Regions from separate parts of the Mus musculus genome. Here all the other regions are linked to region 1. Evidence: chromatin contacts called from public Hi-C and HiChIP or PLAC-seq data. All regions are on one chromosome and are shown on one strand. The core of a region is the stretch at or near the end of the contact, and the rest is flanking DNA. Distances in the headings are between cores, read along the strand shown.

Region 1 (4,468 bases), core at 723-3,222:
TTCCCAGATAGTCAGTTTGAACCATCCATCAGCTACGGCTATGTGGAGCCTTTGGAAGCTTCCTCAAGAGTCCAGCTTTAGAGGACACTGTTAGGATCAGAAAGAGCATGGCTGCTTTATACACCCACTCAGACACTTCCTTCGTAATTTTTTAAATGTGTTTTTTTTCTCCATTCTCTCATAAACTGTGAAACTAAAGTATTGATTCATTATCATATTATTACATTGTTTAATTTTACAAAACTGACCTTACACCGTGCACTGAAAGCAGTTTAGTTCTGTATCTAATTATATATACTTTTACCTCATTGTCTGGGTCATAGAACAAAAGTTTCACACCTGTCTCACCTCTGAGGGATCTCCATGTTGTCACATAAGAATAAAGGAAGCCCCTAGTGACATCAAGGGGCTACACAGAAAAAGATGCAAGCTCTGCTGGGACCTGGTAGAAAACCACAGCCTCCGGCAAAGTAGGCTCCCTCCTGAGTGGTTAGTGCCTCCAGAAAAAAATGCCTAGGTCCCCAAGACTGTTAGTCCCTCTCTACCTTCCTAGTGTCTGAACACCTTAATCAGTGAGGGAGGTGCCTGAACACACCAGACTCAGGGCCACAGGCCCCGAGTGGCGGAAGTAGCTGGGAGCTGTCCATGGTGGCGCCGAGCCTGGGCACGCGGAGCAGCCTATTCCCCGCCCGCGGGCGCGCCTTAGGGTCCCTCTCCAGACCGCGGAGATGGAAATGACTCCCTGGCTCACGGTCTCCTGGACAGGCTTCAGCCAAGCCGTGGCTCTCACATCAAAAGCTTGGTTTTAAAGAGAAGGTCTTACCTGTGGGCAGAGTTGGCTGCTCGGAGCAGGACTGAGAACCTCAGACCTGGGGCGGGTAGAGTGTCCAGTCTTGGGGAACACCGGCACAACGCTCGGTCAAGAGCACAAGGATTCTCTGGGGTTCATTCCGAGATGTCACCGAACCAGAGCGGAGAGCTTGAGAACCGTGGACAACTCAGTCTTGTGCCTTATGGAGACCTTGGTTTTTCTGTCAATCTAGCGAGACCCTTCTTGCAGATGCTGTCTGTTGCCAGGGGCCACCAAATGTCCCTGCAGCGCTGCCAGGCTTAGTGTTTGTTTAAATAACAGCAGAGGCCACCGAGGTCGTCTAACATCAGATCATCTCCTCCAGCCCGGTGCCAGCGTATCACTGGGAGGGCAGAGGCAGGTTAGGGAACCCAGGAGACCTTGCCTACGTGGTAGCGACAAGGTACAGTCTTGCGAAGCTCACCATTAGCCACACGGTAAGCGCGTTCCCTGCACCGGGCTCCTTGCGAGACCTGCCTAGGGGCCATCTCTCTTCGATTAGACACTGTTGTTTGTGTGAACATCTGGTGCCATTCACAGGGGCACAAACTAAGCAAAACAGAAATCCACCTCCCGTCGAATACATTCCTGGACGATGGTGTCCCCAACACCTGACATTTGTAAAGATTTCAGAGACGAAGGACCGTGGCGGAGGCGTGTGCCCACCAATATATTCATGGATAGGCAGGCAGGCAGACAGACAGACAGACAGACAGACAGACAGTGGTAGACAGCATAGAATAATAGGCTGGACAATCAGACTGATGGAGGGCAACGTTCTACCTAACAGAGGGGAGAATGTGGGATCCGGTCTCTCCTCTCCTCCCCATAGCTTAACCCAAGCAGCCCTCGCGCCCTAGCTCCGGTCCTCTTACCTCAGGTTGATGACCGAGACCCTGCCACGCCTCGGGGATCTGGAGTGCAGCATCCCGTAGTCTAGTATCTGATCCCACGCGTTGAGCTCCTGAGCGTAAGCAAGTGGGACGGGAGCTGGCGGAAAGTGGGGTGCAGATTCCGACCTCACTCGGCACAGTGCTCCAGCAGCACCAGACCACTGCCACTCAGCGCAGAAGGCGCTCCTCGCTCGACTCCGCGCGCTCACTGGCTTAGTAGCTAGCTCGGAGCTGCCAGCCCGAGCCGACGCTTTTTATAGTCGCCTTCCGGGCCTGACTCCTCCCCACCAGAGCCCCCGGCGCCCGCACTCATCCCGTCCCCCCTGTCCCACCCCTGTCTCTGGGCAGCGTCCTCCCACTCACCGCGGTGGGCGGCCTGCGGGGCTGGACCCGGGCGGGCTCTGGCGGCCGCTCCGGGAGCCGCAGACCTGAGCCCGAGAGCCGCCGCCGGGACAAGCCGTGGCCACCAGGTGAGGGCGCTGGAGCCTAGGACGAAAGCTGCGGACCTCCGAGGGCTTAGTGATGGAAGCGCAGCTTGTATCCAGTGGCCTCCCCAAGGGACAGTCAGCCAGAAAAAAGAGATTTTGACAGAGTCGCCACCACTCTACGTTCAGGCTGTTAGATTTCAAACCCGTAACACTTTTTGTAAGCCAACATAGCAACAGAATCCAGGATCGCCTAGGTCTAGAGGTCTCTTAGAGAAGATCTTGTTTTGAAAGCTAGGGAGATGACCGCTAAGATGTTTACAGGTTTGAAAAAACAGAGTTCAGTTCCCAGAATCCTCATAAAAATGCCTTGGGTGGGCAATAGCCCTAATTTGTAATTCCAGAGCTGGGGAGGTGGAGACAGGTGGCTTGTTGGGGCTTGCTGGCCAGTCCGGGTAAAATAGAGATACCCGGTCTCAAAAACAAATAACACTCCAAGCAGCTTGACCTCTGTCTTAGGGGACACACACATACACACACACACACACACGGATAGTAGAGTTACTTCTTCACATGTGTCAGTTTTCTGCACATGCCAGTTACTTGACCATAAACAAGGGACTTCACCATTGGGCTCCCATGAGCCTGGAGAGAGGATTTCAGTGAGATTTTGTGGGTACTAAGTCATAGTAAGTGTTTGCTATCCTGCATGTAGTCTGTGCCTGGACAGGACAATGTTCTCAAGGATCAAAACAAGACAGTGCCACCAGTGAGTTATCCTCTGCCATAGGAATAAGTAAGCCCACCCAGAGCATCTAGCATCTCCTCAACACTGGGTGCCCTGAGCACCAGCTACCTATCCACTCTGACCCTGGCAAAAAGGGTGAAAGGTGCTGGGGATTTTTTTTTCCATTTCATTTTAATTCTAAGATGACAGCTTTGGTTGCAATTCTATATGCTGTCCCTCTTTGAGACTTATTGCTCAGCTCCCTCCTCTGGTTAATGAGAGTTCTCAAGTACACATTTCTTCCTGCCTGCCAATGTCCTATGCTCACTGCTGTGCGAGAGGGTCTTCATTCTAGGCAGTGCCCACCAGCTTTAGGAATCTCAGTGCAGGCTTTAGGGCCAGTCTATGGCAGAGACTTTGGAAGCCCCTGTCTAGGTCCTCTGGGCAGCAGCCTTTGGGCCATGTGTTGGAACCAGGGAAGCACAGCACTCCACCCCAGATCTTCTCTAGAAAGCTGGAACCAAAGATCAAGAGTCTCAGTTTGCCTTTGAACTCCAAGCATACCATCAACGGGGTCTGGTAGCAAGCTTCCTTTCTTTGCTCTCCCTTTCTAGCAGAATAAAACTGAGACCTACCTCCTTATAAAGTGCCTATCCAGTCCTTGCAGTACACATACTTGCTGAATCCCTTTCTTAAGGAACCCATTCCCCAGGCCCACAAACAAGGAGGAGCAGGTGACTGGGCATTGTGCTTGGACCAGCCTCACTGGGGCTCCTTCTCCCACCAGTGGAGCACAGACCAGAGGCTGCAAAGCAAGGGAGGAGCTCATCTTCACAGGCATCTCAGGGATGAGGAGTAATCTCCTGCTTAAGGGATGGGCTCTGGGAAGTGCTTTGTCATGCTTTCTCCAAGATGCAGAGTGTCCAGCTCATTCCTCTGGCATCCAGTTTTCTTTTATCATCGGCTCATGCCTGGGGTGGAAGAAGCTGATGAATTACAGACAGGCTCCACATGTCTAAAACCAGATTCTCCAGCCACGTCCACTCAGCATTTCTACCCAGGCCTTTGTAACCCGCAGTGTATGATGGGTAATTCTTTTGGTGTGGATTACCAGCAATGTGAACCTGATGGATTTCCTATCTACACTTCTCTAAATCCAAGACTTATAAATGCAGAGATGGGGGCTAGTTGCAAAATGAACTGATAGCTTTCAAGTTCTTGCCAGGATCCCCAGAGGGACCAGTGGTGCTCTTGGCTGGGGGTGTACGGCGTCACACCAGCCTCTAAGACCTGCACTGAGTTCCTACCACCTTCCTGGAATATTCAGCCCTTAGACCTCATCCTGTAGGATGTCATATCTTGTCTTGCCCTGCTCCACCAACTGCCTGAATCTGACAAGGCAGCCATATTTCACATCCATCCCTTAAAACAAAGGTCACCTCACTTCACCTATTGACCACCAACGCTACCACCATCCATACACACCTGTGCACAGTTTGAAGGGCTGTCCACACCTGTAGCTCTGTTCTCCAAATCCGACTTCCTGGGATTTCCCTGACTTCTCCTCTAAGGT
Region 2 (4,468 bases), core at 625-3,124, 210 kb before region 1:
ACAGAAGTGTCCCTGGGTAAACGTGAATAGGGCCTCCTGGATAAGGTGCCAAAGAGCAGTTCTTACAAGGCAGGGGGTAGGGCCAGGGTATGACTGAGATCCTGGGTACCCTCTCAGTAATATGTCATGTGAGTAGCAGCTTCTGGTCCCCACACCCACTCATGCCACCATCCCAAGAAGAGTGAGTCTTTTAAAAGGCAACTCTAGCTCTTAAGGTTGATCACCCTATCTTCTGGGTGTATCACATACTGCAGTACAGATTTCCTGCAGTGCATGTTGGAATCGGTCTGTACATACATTGCTTGTGAGTATGTGTTAGAAGCTCAGTAGCCAGGGCTAGAGGCAAAGCTCAGCAGTTAAGAGCACTTATTGATCTCTCAGGAGACCCAGGTTTGCTTCCCAGAATCCACGTGGTGACTCACAAATATCCATAACTCCAGTTCCAGGGGATCCAACGCCCTCTTCTGACCTTCTGAGGCACTAGGCATGCACATAGTACACAGATATGCAAAACTCATACCCATAAATTAAAAAAAAATTATACAAAATAGTAAATAAACTCAGAAGTGAAGTGTTCTTTCTTGGTTGGTCAAAGAGCTCACAGGTTGACTTTTTCTTTTGAATTCACCTTGCACAAGAGATAATATGTAAGAACATAAAGTCAGTTTGCTGGTTTATGTTGTATTGTTTCAGTTTCTTTCCAAAGCATAAAGGGAAGAGAACTCTGTACTTTAGATAAACATGCACACATGTACACAGAGAGAAAGGGGAGGGAGAGATAGAAAGAAAGAGTGCGTGAGAGAGAGAGCTCAATTCTCAAGTTAAAGAGATGGCTCCCAGAGTACTACTACACAATTTTGATGATGTAATTCTCAAACCTGTCTTCTGATCTCCACATGCAAACTGTGGCATGTGCACGGTTGCATCCACACACACATCAGATACACATGAAGCACAACACACATCAGATACACACACACACACCCTCAAAGATCAATCTAAGAGTTCCTCGGGCCTGAGGACATACCTCAGTGGCAGAGCACTTGCTTGCCACATACAAAGACTTAGGTTTAAGCTCACAATGTCCAAGAGAAAAGGACACCAGAGCAAAGGGGAAGCTCATAGAAATGATATAGCCTCCTGACACACAAGGGGTGTATTCTGGATTTAAAGATAAAAAAGAAACCTGCATACTTTATAGGGCAGGGAGGCTCCAACCTGGGCATGCATCAGTCACCTGGAGAGCCTGATACAACACAGAGCAGCTTCTAGTGAACAAAGCTGAGGTGGCATCCAGAATAGTGCTGGTGCTGAAGGTCCTTGGACCACACAGCAGTACTGAGTCCAGAGCAAGGCATCACTCACAGCTGTCTGTATCCTAGTTGGCTCCCACTGCCTTTTGGCCCAGTAAATGGCCATTATAACTTCCACCTACAGGAACTATTTCACTACTTGCTTATGTAATCTTGTTGCAGGCATTTTATTAGTTTCATTTAAAAACCAAAACCAAAACCAAAATACATATATGCCAGGCATTATAGCCTCTGATCTTAATGGGCTCCCTGCTTTGTTAAATTGACCCCAATTCTGTTAAACTGACCTCAATCACAGAGGCCCCTGCTAAAAGCGGCGTTTCCTTATATCTAGACAACTACAGTTTTTGAGCCTTTATCATTGTAGGGGGAAGCAGATCACTCCCAGAAACTTTGCTTAAGCAAATTGGACCAATTAGTCACAGATACCCAAAGTAAATAATCAAGCAAGCGCTGAGAGGATCTGCCCTTAAAACCCAGGTCTCCTTAAGAACTCATTCAGCTACTAGAGTCAAAGGTCAAGCCAGGCAGCAGCCGCAGGCAGAGGTGCTAAGTCTGTGGATTTCTTCTCCAAGTCCTCTCAGTCTCTGTGCACTGCTCAGTTGCTAACTCTGGAGGTCCTCTGTCCAACCCCCGCCATTCTGCCTGTTCACCAGTCACATTCATTCAGAAAAAAAACAGGTGTTCCTGTTAAAATTAGCTGTCTCAAACTGCAAAATATCTCAGACCCCTATACCAGCTTTAAAAGGAAAGTGAAAAATAACTACCATTCAGCCGTTAACTGATGTTTCCAGAATGACAGTCACACACACACACACACACACACACACACACACACACACAGAGAGAGAGAGAGAGAGAGAGAGAGAGAGATTGATTTGCATTCTTACCAAGAACTCAGGATGAATAAGAAAGCCCAAACTTTAAACTGACAAAGAAAGGCTTCTTGTCTTGTTTTGATCTCTTTTCCCCCTGGTCATGCCTGAAAGCCTGCTCTGTCCCATTTCCTTCGGTTGACTGTCATAGACAATGGCTTTTGTTCGGGGAACTTAGCTGGTTTTAGCTGGTTTTCTGTCTTTCTCTTTAGCATGCCTAAGGAGGTTCTTGGCATCTCTTGGTCAGAAAGGACTCTGCATTAAACCTGACTTACAAACCTTGACCCAGAAAAGTCAGAAGAACCCAGGGTTGGACTGAAGTTAGTGGTGGTGAAGCTTAATTTACATATTTATAAAAAGAAGGCTGAGTGGAATGAGGCCGTTCTGATTTTATTTCTGGAACCAGTAACTCTGCTGACCTCATTACAGCCTATTATGAAATAGGTTGATGTACTTCTTTAAAAAAAAAAAAATCAAGGATTATTTAAAAGAGAAGTTTGGCAACTAATATATTGGAAGGAAATTAGAATGCCAAAGACCAGTGCCCAAGTCCCTAACCAGGCACTGCAGACACACACAGAACGGAACTGTGTGCTACTCACTCTGGCTTCTAAAAACCTGCTTGAAAAGACAGAGAAAATTTCAAGGCACCTACTGTCAGACAAACCCCGACCCTTATAAACCAAAAAAAGAAATTAAATATCACATTTCTCAAGGACAGAGATTTTTAACATTCCGCACTCAACCCCTATCACATACACAAGCACTGAGACAACTGTGAGAAACTCTGTGAGAAAGAGCAGTTTCAAATTTAATGTGGAGACTAGCTAGTTAATGTCATGCAAGGAGATAGGGCAAGTCTTTTTGCCTTTTGGCTTGCAGTTTTAAAATTAGTTCTTCAAGGATTAGTTCTTCTGGCTCTTAATTCCTTTCAGTTTACTCTGTGATATCTGCAGACTAAAGGAACCATAGGAAATTTAGACTTTATCATTTGTGTAAACCCAACGAATAGAAATAATTTCCATGTGTACATAGGACTTCTTTTGGCAGCCCTCTTGCCAATCTACCTGCAGCTGATCTAGACTAAACTTTACAAAAGAACTGGGGGGGGGGGGGTAGGAGCATACCCAAGGTCACTTCATTTTACTTTATAACTCTTGCAAGATCTAATTAGAGAAAACAACTGCTCCTTTGACCATTTCTCACTTAATTCCTAATGCATATTTGCTGTGCTGAGACACCAACTGTCTATGCTGGCCTCAGACTTATGGCAAGACTTCGACTTCAGTCTCTGAAGTGTTGAAATGAGAGGTGTGAGCAACAGCCAGGTTTGCTCTGACCATTGAAAATAAAATGTATACACACTATTACTTTAAGTTTTTTTTTTTAGAAAGTGTGGGAAAAATTGATTTTATAAGTTAAATTTCATTTTGCTGCTAACATTTTATGGTGACAACTTTTCAGATCTGTGGGCACTGGAAAGGTTTAAGCACAATAAAACCCCCTGAAAAAGTAAATGATACACTGAAAGCCTACAGGAGTTTTTTGCGCATGTGGCTCATCCAGGTTTCAAGGCTATAGATAAGTTTGTCACTCTATTTAGTAAGAAACTATTCAACAGTGTCTTCAACAAGCCATAAACTCCCCCTTAAAAAGTCCATCCCAAATTTATTTATCTACAGAAAAGCCAAACTACCTCGACATGATTTCAATCAACAAAATACTCTTTCAATACCCAACCAGCCACTTGAATCAAGGTCATAAAAACAAGCCCTCCACTGACAAGCATGCTCTAGAAAGTTCTAAGTCCAGAGGATAGACTCTTTTATCAAACTGCCTAGAACCTTCTATAAAGTCATAGAGATTTCTGGGTTAGGCCTAGCCTCACTGAAGATGCTAAAGGATCAGTTGATACAGTGCTGTTAAGTCCCATGCAAAATTCTGTGAGCTGGCAAGGCAGCACCCCACACAGTATTAGGAAGTACTTTAATCTGAAAATGACAGGCCGAATACAAATCAGATTTCAGTAAGCCTGAACCTATGGCTCATTATAATAGAGAAATGAGTGGAGGACAAAGAGAGCTAGGTTACTTTCCAGAAAAACTAGAGGGAAGAAGACAAAATCCCCACTAACAGTCCTCCCCACTAACAGTCCTCCCCACTAACAGTCCTCCCCACTAACAGTCCTCCCCCACGCACTGCATAGTCCAATCACATTCGATTGCCTTTAAAAATAGATCACATACATTTGTCTTTCTAGGGTGCAAGGATGCTCAGAGG
Region 3 (4,468 bases), core at 620-3,119, 160 kb after region 1:
TGTCAGAGATAAGCCAGCAAGACACTTCTAGAACAGTGGTTCTCAACCTTCCTAACTCTGTGACCCTTTAATATAGTTCTTCATGTAGTGGTGACCCTAACCGTAAGATCATTTTCATTGCTATTTTATAAGTGTGATTTTCTACTGTTATGTATGTATCGTTTGTAACTACCTAATATGCAGGGTATCTGATATGCGGCCCCTGTGAAATGGTTGTCTGGCATCCCCAACACAGCCCACAGGCTGAGAACCATTGTTCTAGAAGTTAGTTCATAGTTCTACCTTAAGACCACTGAGGAATTCAGGTCTTTGTAGAAGCTTGGGCAGAACAGAGTCTCTGGCCTCACAGGCGCCTGGCTGTGTCTGCCCTGAGGTACCCTTGCCTCTCCTGCCTGATGAGGACAGAGGTTCAGGTGGCCCAAGGCACCCTTTTCCACCCAGAGTGTGGCCCCATCTTCTTTCCAAGTTACTGAGCAGAAGGTGTCAGGGACACTTAGAGTCGAGGTATCCTAACCCTGTACAGAGGAGGACTGGGTCTGACTTTCTGAAGGCGCTGGGCAGAAAACAGCTCTGCTCAGATGCAGAGCAGGGAGGATGCAGTGACCTTTATGGAATCAGGACACTGTCCCTCAGGCTTAGTAAGAGAAGCGTGAGTGCTCGCATAGGACAGAAGGACTAGAGACTTTAAGAAGTAAAGTATGTCTGTAAAAGGGCAGGGGACCAAAGAACTGACTACAGAGTGGGCAGCTCCCCAGCCCTGGCTTCCAGGGAGTCAGCCCAGCTCCCAGGCCCCAGTCACGCTTTCCTTTGAAATGCAGCTGAATGGGGACGGCTTCTCACTCTCACTGGCCACACACACCAACACGCCACAGTACATCTACCAAGCCACAACGTTGATTCTCAGGTTTAAAGCACACCTGGCCCCAGGCCGTCAAGGACAGCTAGTGTGGGAGACTCCCATCCTGTGCTCCTGGCTCCAGCACAGAATGCAGAGGTCACTGCCTTTCACTCTGACACCAAGCCTCCGAGGCAGCAGCCGTGAAAAAGCAGAAAGAAACCCAGCTTCTGCACCAGGCAGACCTGCTGGTACTGCCAGCCATTGTGGATCAAGCAAACACTTGATGGGTGCAAATTGTCCATTAATAGATTATTCACAATGGGATTTAAGACCCTGGCGGCCCCCTTCCGAGCACACAGATAAAGTACAATAAATACAAAGATCCCAAACCCAAGAAGCCAGGGCTGTGGGTTAGAGCCAGGTGATGCCATGTCCAGGGAGGATGGGGAATAAGGGAGATTTCTGGGGGTTCTACAGCAGGGCAAGCTGGGTGAGGGGGACCCTCTTTGAACATGGGCATCTATGGCATGATAATAGCGTCTGGGCAGTAGAAGCCTGGCTTTGCCTGAAGCTACTCAGAAAATGGAGGGAACATGCCCAGGTCAGCAAAGTCCTCGATGTTATAGTTGCCAGTCCCCTGCGTCGGGTCGCCCGGCATGGGTAGCATGTCCTGGAGAGGAGAAGAACAGAAAGTCCCAGGGGTCAGTGACCTCACCCAGAGCCTGCCCTTGTCCCGGAGTCCAGCCTGCCACTGACTGATCCCCTTGACCATCTCTCTAGTGAGCAGGTGTTCCTTTGCACAGCCTTGTATACAGGGCTGCTCTTCAGAGGGCTTCAATACCCGACCCTGCTGGGAATTGCTCTTCTGGGGAGTGTTATGCTGAAGGTAGACAGCGCTAGAATACAAACCTTTTTCTGAAGCTAAACCGGGCCCAAGGGTGGAAAGAGCCCCACCCCCTCCCCTGGCTGGGCAAGCAGAAGCTACAACAGAAATTATGACTGGACAGCCATATGACCGCCGACCAAGCAGGAGTCTGAGCATTTGTGGTTTGGGCACAGTGGCCTGTCGGGGTGATGCCATCCCAGAGTGGAAGGTCAGTTATTTTGTCTGCTCTCTGGGAGTCCCCCAGTGGAGTCTGGGCTGCTGCTAAAAGACTGGGTGGGCAGGCCCACCTCTAGCTGAGGGGATTTAATAGGCTCATACCTGCACTTACAATGTTCCAGGAAAACCTGGGAGGCTGAGTCCTATATGATAGGTAAGGTCATGTCCTTGTCACCAGCATACTAAGATTGGTCAGTGTTAGGATTTGAGAACAGCAAGGCAAGTCTTTAGTAGTGGAGGTCTGGAAGTAGCCTTAGACCCTTAGCCTAGAGAGTTGAGCACTGGCCCAGCTGCCGTGGGCTAAGGGTCTGGGGATGGGAGTCCCTCTTCCTGGTTGCCATAGTGGAGAGATGACAGGCTGAGGCAATCAAGCCCCTAGGTACCTGCAGCTCTGGGAGGCTGTGTATATTGCCCATGGTGAGCCCTGAGGGTCTTTAGCTCTTAGATGGGCATGGGCCCTGCTCCAGGGTAAGCCCCCCTTCTGTATTTCGCTCCATACATCTGTACTGGATAACTTTGGGTGTATGATCCAGGATGCAGCCTCTGCTGTGAGAGTACAGCTGAAAGGCTGACGGCCCCTGTGCCTTTCCTGTGTATCTGAAGGCTTTGGCTAGGCAGGGCAAGACCTTCCTTCTACTTGTGGGCTCCCCATACTGCAGGCTGGTGGGATCTCTTGCTGGCTACCGGGCAGGGCAGGCAGAGGTGCAGAAAGAGGCATAAGGAAGCAGAGAAGGCGCAGGTACCTACACCTACGAGAAGGCGCTGCTCGCTGGATTTACCTGGAACACTTCAGTCTGGCCAGGCTGCTGATGCGAGTGCTGCTCACCGCTCTGCTGTCCGTGATGCTGGCTCTGCCACTGGGACCAGACCTCCGAGGGCCGGCCCTGGAACTGCCCGCCACTCTGTCCACTCTCAGCTGAAATACCCAACGGACAGGATACTTAAAAAAAATTCATCATGTGGTTCTGGGAACCTAAGACTGGGGGACCTGGCTGTCACATTCTGCCATTTCTCCCATCTTAGTGCCTCTCAAGGGCTCTACACTCCTGAATGGCACGTCCCTATCAAACAGGCCTCCTCCTTCCTGACAGAATAAGCTGAGGGGCAAATACTGGAGGAAGCCCTGTGAAGTGTGAGTGACCAGAAAGAATAGTTTTGTTTTTTAGAATGAGCCTGTCAGGTGACTCATGCTCCATCCTCATAGCGCCCTATGTTCCCGTGGCTGCTCATGGTGGCCTCAAAACAGAAACTAGGAGTGAGAAATTTGCCTAAATTATTTTAGGGACTTAGCTAAAGAGGATATTGAGTGTGTCCACAAGCACATGCATGTGTGTGTGTGTCAAGTGTAGAAGACAAGCTCAGCTGTTGCTCTTCACACTTGGAACAACCACCTCCTTGCCTGCTCAGTCTGAAGGCAGGGCTTCCTTTTCTCTTCCTGTCTCTCCCTCACTGACTCCACTACAGGGTTTGCTGAGTCTCTGTTCCCTCAATGTCATGCTGCACTATAGTGCCTTCCTTTAGACTCATTGTTCCTGCTGTGTTCTGAGTTCCACTGCCACCCACACCCAGATCCACAGGGCTCTGCCCCACCCTCCTGGGACAGTGACACTGTCTATAGATAGCCAAGGGTGTCTCGGGTGTGGCTTCTATCTTCTTCTCTTCATGTCTTGGTAACCCTACCTACTGGCAGTACTTGGCAGCCACATTCCATCACCTCCTTTTCCTCATGCCCTCCCCTCTTTCCTTTTGAAATAAATAGAATTTATTAGCAAGCACATGTAGGTGTGTGAGCAGATGCCAGTACCTCCATTGTGAGTTCTGGGAATGACCAAACTCAGGTCACCAGACTTGTGCAGCATGTCCTCTCCCCACTGGGTCACCTCACTGGCCCTGCCACTATGTTTCCTTGGCTGGCCTTTGCTCCTGCATTTTCTTGGTTACCTCACCGTCCCAAGGAAATGTGATCCTAGGGTCTAGCCTGAGTTTGGCCTTCTCTCAGATGGCCTGCCATACCCTGTCTTAGATGGTGTCCTTCACATTATACTGACATCCAAAGTGGAATAACTAAGGACAAGGGTCTCATCTCAGCCCTGCCAGTCTGCTCTAATATAGTTCTTTGAATATAGATGGAGTCAGTAAGTTCTTCAAGAAGGGGGTGAGGGGTTGAGGAGGTGGCTCAGTGGTTAAGAGCACTGGCTGCTCTTACAGAGGTCCTGAGTTCAATTTCCAGCAACCACATGGTGGCTCACAACCATCTGTAGTAGGATCCGATGCACTCTTCTGGTATGTGTCTAAAGACAGGTGCACTGTACTCATATAAATAAATCATTTAAAAAAGAAGGGGGTGAGGAGGAAGAGGACATAGGGCGGAGGGAGAAAAGGAGACAGGATGAAGGAAATGAAAAGGAAGGAGGGAAGGGAGGGAGGAAGTGGGATAAAGAAGGGGAAAGGATGGGGAAGAGGAGTGAGATGGAAGAGTGCAGGCATGCTGTAGTAGTCATTTGCATCTGAAACCTCCAGGTTACACT

The links. Hi-C and Micro-C count contacts between places; a contact is called where the count stands out from the background. HiChIP or PLAC-seq counts read pairs in DNA pulled down with a chosen protein or histone mark.
Region 2: a contact with region 1 is called in an H3K4me3 HiChIP or PLAC-seq map of embryonic stem cells, with 19 read pairs. The contact joins the enhancer-like site here to the promoter of Cemip in region 1. A contact is called at or near these places in 1 of 39 promoter capture datasets (embryonic stem cells), 1 of 15 datasets of contacts at CTCF or cohesin (the NIH/3T3 cell line), 2 of 484 Hi-C or Micro-C datasets (cerebral cortex and embryonic stem cells), 6 of 115 datasets of contacts at active chromatin or transcription factors (the NIH/3T3 cell line, embryonic stem cells, extraembryonic endoderm stem cells and 2 more) and 1 of 9 other capture datasets (adipose tissue).
Region 3: a Hi-C map of bone marrow-derived macrophages shows a contact between it and region 1, with 38 read pairs. The contact joins the enhancer-like site here to the promoter of Cemip in region 1. A contact is called at or near these places in 13 of 39 promoter capture datasets (the C10 cell line, the HPC-7 cell line, cranial neural crest and 9 more), 2 of 15 datasets of contacts at CTCF or cohesin (the NIH/3T3 cell line and large pre-B cells), 64 of 484 Hi-C or Micro-C datasets (the AML12 cell line, B cells, CD8 T cells and 43 more), 25 of 115 datasets of contacts at active chromatin or transcription factors (CD8 T cells, the NIH/3T3 cell line, a beta-TC-6 cell line and 16 more) and 3 of 9 other capture datasets (adipose tissue, liver and pancreatic islet).

Annotation. Positions count from the first base shown.
Region 1 is chr7:84,084,533-84,089,000 of GRCm38.p6, forward strand. It overlaps Cemip (cell migration inducing protein, hyaluronan binding), which reads right to left and starts at 1,973. Exons shown (of 29, transcript NM_030728.4): 1 at 1,726-1,973.
Region 2 is chr7:83,876,892-83,881,359 of GRCm38.p6, forward strand. It overlaps Tlnrd1 (talin rod domain containing 1), which reads right to left. Exons shown (of 1, transcript NM_030705.4): 1 at 3,604-4,468. Among named protein-coding and RNA genes, the nearest start is that of Tlnrd1, 5.2 kb to the right of the region's middle. Within about 2 kb of position 1,875, at least 85 of the 459 cell types and tissues checked have an H3K27ac peak or open chromatin away from gene starts, as enhancers often do. A contact at or near this core is called in embryonic stem cells, where this site is marked.
Region 3 is chr7:84,248,647-84,253,114 of GRCm38.p6, forward strand. It overlaps Arnt2 (aryl hydrocarbon receptor nuclear translocator 2), which reads right to left. Exons shown (of 19, transcript NM_007488.3): 18 at 2,720-2,856; 19 at 1-1,508. The coding sequence ends at 1,410. The region is part of intron 2 of Gm26708 (predicted gene, 26708); the gene reads left to right. The region is part of intron 2 of LOC117997403 (a long non-coding RNA gene); the gene reads left to right. Among named protein-coding and RNA genes, the nearest start is that of Gm26708, 18 kb to the left of the region's middle. Within about 2 kb of position 1,870, at least 13 of the 459 cell types and tissues checked have an H3K27ac peak or open chromatin away from gene starts, as enhancers often do. A contact at or near this core is called in bone marrow-derived macrophages, where this site is marked.